Regions from separate parts of the Mus musculus genome. Here region 2 is linked to region 1. The links are chromatin contacts, called in public HiChIP or PLAC-seq maps. All regions are on one chromosome and are shown on one strand. The core of a region is the stretch at or near the end of the contact, and the rest is flanking DNA. Distances in the headings are between cores, read along the strand shown.

Evidence for each region. HiChIP or PLAC-seq counts read pairs in DNA pulled down with a chosen protein or histone mark.
Region 2: a contact with region 1 is called in a BATF HiChIP or PLAC-seq map of CD8 T cells, with 6 read pairs. The contact joins two enhancer-like sites. A contact is called at or near these places in 2 of 39 promoter capture datasets (both in liver), 6 of 484 Hi-C or Micro-C datasets (the AML12 cell line, adipose-derived mesenchymal stem cells, embryonic fibroblasts and 1 more) and 1 of 115 datasets of contacts at active chromatin or transcription factors (CD8 T cells).

What each region holds. Positions count from the first base shown.
Region 1 is chr11:70,787,798-70,790,901 of GRCm38.p6, reverse strand. No RefSeq gene overlaps it. Among named protein-coding and RNA genes, the nearest start is that of Scimp, 23 kb to the left of the region's middle. Within about 2 kb of position 1,416, at least 82 of the 459 cell types and tissues checked have an H3K27ac peak or open chromatin away from gene starts, as enhancers often do. A contact at or near this core is called in CD8 T cells, where this site is marked.
Region 2 is chr11:70,881,257-70,884,553 of GRCm38.p6, reverse strand. The region is part of intron 2 of Rabep1 (rabaptin, RAB GTPase binding effector protein 1); the gene reads right to left. Among named protein-coding and RNA genes, the nearest start is that of Rabep1, 38 kb to the right of the region's middle. Within about 2 kb of position 1,318, at least 12 of the 459 cell types and tissues checked have an H3K27ac peak or open chromatin away from gene starts, as enhancers often do. A contact at or near this core is called in CD8 T cells, where this site is marked.

The DNA of each region.
Region 1 (3,104 bases), core at 167-2,666:
GTAATGTAAATATCTGATATTCAGGGTATCTGATATTTGACCCCTAAGGGGGTTGAGACCCCTAAGCTGAGAGACTGCTAGGGATCATAGTCTTGGTGTTTGATTGTGTGGAGCCTCCCAGCTCTCAATCCCTATGTAGGCCACACCTTAAGGATGCCTGTCTCCCTTCTCTCAGGCCCCACCCACCCCTGAACCTCCTAGAAGCCATGACTTGTCTTTATAGCTGAGGGCTCTTGTGATGCGCAGACACTTTGAGTCTGTAAGGTGAGAAAGTGACGCTGCCCCACCCACTCACACCTCAACCCCCAGGATATTTATAGAATGTGGACCAAACCCATCAAAGAGTCAAGTTCTGACACAAGTTTATTTCCTGTGTTTTCAGACACCATTTCTAATGATCAACAGAGGACTCAAGTGGCCTTCTGACTTCTGCCCCCAGCTAGCTTTTCTTTGGCAGTGGGTATGTTGGCTGTGCCAGGAAGAGTAGATTGCCCCAGGAAGTGTCCAGCCAGCACCCTCCAGCAGGGTACTCAAGACGAGAGTTCAGAGCTTAATGCCCCTTCTGTAGCTTTCACTATCACATCTTTAGTGGTCATTCCTTACTTTTCCATCCTATCTTTCCTGGGGTGCTGTTGTTTCCTCTTTCCCTCTCAGCATTGCTGAGTGATGTTGCCAATACCACAGGGCTCAGCATCCCCTTTACCCTAGCAACTTCCCAACCACAGGCTCCAGTTCAACCCCTCTTTTCCAGTTCCAGGTTGCAGAGCCCGCAGGACACCTCCATCTGATTATCCCACGGGATCCTCAAATTCAACATATTCCATGGATAACTGATGACACATCCCCACCCCTGACTTCTCGTGCTAGATTACTTCCTCCCTTGCTAAGGGCAGAAGTTAGGTCCTTTCTTGCATCCTTTATTGCCAGTGTCCCCACCTCCTGTTGACTGTGCCTCAGTCAGATCAGCTCTGTCTCCATCACTCTGAGGTCAGTCAGCCCATGGCCAGCACTTCCCAAAGAGAACTTTAAGAACCTCTAACCAGTGTCCTGCCTCTGGTATTTCAGACTCCAAAACACTGATTGGCAGCTGGTGATTTTTGAAAGTGAGCAACCGAATACTTCTTCCCATTGCTAAAAGCTCATCTTTACCTATTAGCCTCAGACAGAGGCCAAACTCTTAAATATGGCTTACAAGATTTGTCAGGATTTTATTACTGGCTAACTTTTCACACACTACCTCCTCCTGGCAACCTCCATGTTCCCCAGTGTTTTTCCTCTACTTGTAAGTACCTTTGCTGTGGTCTCTCTTGTCCCTGCTATACGCAATATTCCTCCCCTCCTTTGCATCTTAGGCACTGTGCTTTCCTCACCGGCCCGATGTGGTGGTGGCCTTTGTAGGTGCTTCCCCTTCATAACTCTTATATCCGGAACGATCTGCTCATGTGACTTTCATTTCCAGTTGAACAAAGGCAACACCAGTGCAGAGACAGGCCTTCTCTTCTTCCTTGTTTTCCCTGTTCCTAGCATGCTGAGGATGGTCAGTAAGTATGCTCAATGATCGAATGAATGAATGGATGAATGAATGAATGAATTCCAGGCCCTAAACTTTCTGTTCTCCCTATACTGGGAGGCCCATGTGTTGATATGTGTTGTCCAGCTAGTGGTTCTATTTTGGGAGGGCCTAGAAACATTAAAAGGTGAGGTCTAACAGGAGGAAGTCGGTAGCCAGGGTGTGTCAAGGGCTGTGTCCTGCCCTGGGGGTTCTCTTGTCTGTTTCTCTCTTTCCTTCTGCTTCCTAGCTACCCTGTGCTGAAGAAACTTCTCCTATGCACTCAGACGGCCTCCGTGTTCTGCCTCACAACGGGCCCAGAAACACAAGCCAGGTAGCCATGAACTGAACTCACTGGAACCACAAGCTGAGATAGACCCTTTCTCAAGCTGTTCTCTCAAATGAGTCCGGGTTGCAGCCATGTGAATATGAGGCTCCTTAAGGGAGAGCTTCTATTTTCCCAGTGTCCATAATAAGCCCCCGCACACAGAAGGCACTTAATAAATATATTTTTGAATGCCAAACACACAGGGAAATATAACAACCAGTTTATTTGCCAGCAAAAAAGTAGAATAAAAGTTTTTGGACATTTATAAATTTGTTGTGAGTTGAGCTAGGCTCATGTACTAAGACTGTGCTTTCTACTGCCAATCTGTGTGACAACATTAACCATATCAAGACGTCATAGGACCTTAGTGTATATTCTAGTCACACAGCAGAGCCCAAGCCAAGTGACCAGCTACATAGTCACTGATTTAAAAGAGTCCAGAAATAAGAAGGTAGGGCCCATCCTGAGCTCACTCCCTGGATAACTATGGTAACCACAATAGTGCTGACATATCATTTTGAAACAGATCATGGATGGCTGCCTCAACAGTTTTGAAAACTCATGCCTCAAATCACAGAACCATAGTTTTCTCCTTTTTAAAAATTATATCTATTTTGTATGTATGGATGTTTTGCCTGCATGCATACCATATGTGTGCAGTGTCTTCAGAAGACAGCGTTAGGTCCCCTGGGACTGGAGCTACAGACAGCTGTGGACCTCCATGTGGCTGGTGGGGATTGAACTCGGAACCTCTGGAAGTCAGTGCTCATAACTGCTGAGTCATCTCTCCAGTACCTCCATGGTGCGCCCTTGGTAATAGTTGCAGTCTGGTCTTCTTTATGAAACAAACAAAATTAAGGGACTGGGGAGATGGCTCCATGGTTAAGAGTTCTTCCTATTCTTCTATAGCTCTTTGGCTTTGTAGGATATACTGGTCTTTCAGGCAGCTACTGGTGTCTGTACAATTCTGGAGTCTTGGGAAGGCCTCTCTCTCTACATGGCTGTGTTGGGCTGTACCTTAGACAGGACACTCTGATATCCATTCCCTGATGCAGCTCCTCTGCCTGGCCTTGAGGATATCTCTGGGGCATCATTGGAAACTGAGGTGGAAGGACTCTTGCCCACAGACACTACACTTCCCATTCATGGGGAATGACACTTTGCAGGCATCCGTGGTGTACCATTTGGTGGCCAGAGCTGTGCCTTGGACCACAGCTTAAACCTCTG
Region 2 (3,297 bases), core at 69-2,568, 94 kb before region 1:
TTTCTCACTAAATGAACACAATTAAATTTTTATTTTTTATGTGTATGCATGGTTTAACTACACATATCTGTGCACCACATGTTTGTTTGGTGCCTTTCAATGCCAGGAGAGTGCATCAAATTCCCAAGACTGTAGTTACACAGTTGTGTGTGGCATGTAGGTGCTGGAAATTGAACCTGGGTCCTCTGGAAGAACAGTCAGTACTCTTAACCACTGTGGAATCTCTCCTGCCCCAATAATCAAATTATTTAACTACTCAGGCATAAGTATCCACTTTACAGGACTGTTGCAATGATAAAATGATGTGCTATAAATGTCTGTAACTTTCCAGAGTAAACCTTCAGGACATAGTTAATGGAAGAAAGCCATACTCCATAGAAATTAGAGTTGATAAAGCTAAGATTACCTTCTTAGCCACTCTTTAAAATCTCTTAAATATTAAGTTGATATCACATGTACACTACATGACTTAAGCCTCGATAGAACATATACTTGGTCATGACTTCCAAAAACTATAGAGGTGTAGAGTCAGGAATGCAGTTCAGCAGTTGAGCACTAACATGGACAAAGCCCTAGGTTTGGTCCCTAACACTGAAAAACAAACAAATAAACAAAAAAATAAGCCTATTATTCCTATATAGGGATATATCTATTTTCTCTTACTGCCAACTCTCCATTTAAAAAATCATGACTGGGGCTGGAGAGATGTCTCAGTGGTTAAGAGCACTGACTGCTCTTCCAAAGGCCCTAAGTTCAAATCCCAGAAACCACATGGTGGTTCACAACCATCTGTAATGGAGTCTGATGTCCTCTTCAGGAGTGTCTGAAGACAGCTACAGTGTACTTAGATTTTAAATAAATCTTTGGACCAGAGCAAGCGGGTTCGACTGGAACGAACAGAGCGGTTCTGAGTTCCAATTCCCAACAACCACATGATGGCTCACAACCATCTGTACAAGCTACAGTGTATTCATATACATAAAATAAATAAATCGTAAAATAAACAAATACTTCTAAAAAAATCATGACTATCATGAACACAAAATGTTCAGTTCTTAAGTCTATACTTCCTTATTTGTAGGGAGTTTGACTATCTTTTCATACGTTGATCAGTGACCAGAATTTCCTTAGATTTTCCTCACTCCCTTCTTCAGAGTCTCTCCCTATGTAACATAAGCTGGCTCCAAGCTCTCAATCTTTTTAGTAACAGGATTTCAGGTGTGCATCACCATATTCTGTTTCTGATTTAGCAAGAGCACTGTGGTGGTTATCTTCACTACTGACCAGATAATGAATCATCCAGAAGGAAATCCTGTGGTCATGTATGACTGGTGTTTCCAGAGAGGTTTAACGAGGCCCATCTTGAATGTGGGTTGTTAACACCCTATAAGATGGGGTCCTGGACTAGATTTTAAAAAGTAGGTAAGGCACGAGTCAGCATTTTTTTCATGACAGCAGATCCAATGTAACTAGCCACCCACTTCACATGCCTCCTGTCATGACTCCCCTGACTTAAGTCTACTGTATCTCCTCTATGTCAGGTATTTTTCCATAATAACAAGAAAACTAATACAGACTAACTGTAGTGAAAGTGGACACGCTGCTATGATAAGCCTGACTACATGGTTAACAGGCATTTGAAAATGGCTCATGGCAGGAATACAGAAGAAATTTTGAGTTATAGAACAGAGAACCCTCAGAATACTATAGAGTTAGGTGGTTCATTCTGATGGGAGTGTAGAAAACCAGAATCCAATAGAAAGGCAGACAGTAAAGATAGTACTCATGAGGTTTAGAAAGGAATAACAACTCATGCTTGGATTAAGAACCATTTATAAGAGGGTAATAATTGAATCCAGCCCCTGTGCAGGATGCATCTCTGTATGAGCCTCTCTCTCTCCCAAATACTAAATGGCACCCTTACTGAGACACTGACTCCCTAGCTTACAGACTTCCAGGTGCCAAGACTTCTCAACTGGGAAAGTGAGTTTATATCAAAGCAGGTGTTGGTAGCCACATGCCCTATTCATCACCCTATTCCCTAACTCCTGGCTTGCTTGAGAATAATAGAAATGAGAATAATAGGCTGCGAGCTAATACTGTAAACACCCCCAACCCCCAAATACTCATAAAGGCACAAGAGACTGCCAGTTTTGCCACAAGTACATATGACTCCTCTCTTCAAAGACCCTGCAATGTTGTATGTCTCTAAACTCTCCTGGAAGCCCTGTATGTGTCAATAACTTGTCTAATTCTTTACTTCTCAATGATCCATCTTGGTGCCCCTTTTGACATTCTCCCAAATTTTTCCATTATTTATATTTTATCCTAGTAAAAGGTCTCACCCCAAAAAAAAGGTCTCATCCTAACCCTAACCATATCCCTTCAAAGCTCTTCTACCAGAAATAGACCCTGTTCTGCTATGTGACTTTATATAGTTTCTGCATTAAAAAAAGTATACACTCTCTTTGACTTTTTATCCACCCTTATCACTCTCTTAAACGCCTTCCTCCACTGAGACTTCTCTCACAGTCCCTTTCTACTGTCATGCCATATGTGTGTCACATAAACACACACACACACACACACACACACACACACACACACACACACCCCCATGAGAGACAAGCTGATGCATACCCATTTTGTAAATGTCCTTTGTCAAGTTGGCAAATTTCCTTTCTGTTTCTAGTTTAGTGTTTTTAATCATGAATAAGTATACAGTCTTACAAATTATGTTTCCTTTATCAACTAAGAAGTTTGAGTGCTTTGGTTTTTATCTTTTGTTTTGTTTTGTGAAACCAGTCTCCTCTATTATATAAGCTCTGGATGCCCTGGAATTCTCTATGCAGACCAGGCTATCCTCAAATTCACGGGAACTCGACTGCCCCTGCCTCCAGGGTGCTGGATTAAAGATGTGCACCACTATGCCCAGCCTAGTTTCTATGCTACTGACATATTATTACAATGAGTATGTGCTTGACCAACGTTGCAGTTCTAGGATGAGGTCCAATTGGTCACAATCTAATTCTTTTTTGTTGTTTGATTTTCAAGCATTTAATGAGGATTTAGACATCCATACTTCAAAGAAATGCATGCATAAAGTTCTTGCGATGTCTTGTTACATCTTTTCTAAGTTTTGTCTTGGTCTGGATACTACTACCCATATAATGTCCCTTGCAGTTTATTTTTTACAAAAATTTGAAAATATTAATAGTAATTCTTCCTTCACATTGGAAAACATGGATCATAATCAATATTAAATATCACATATTTTAATATATGTCAAATAATGAG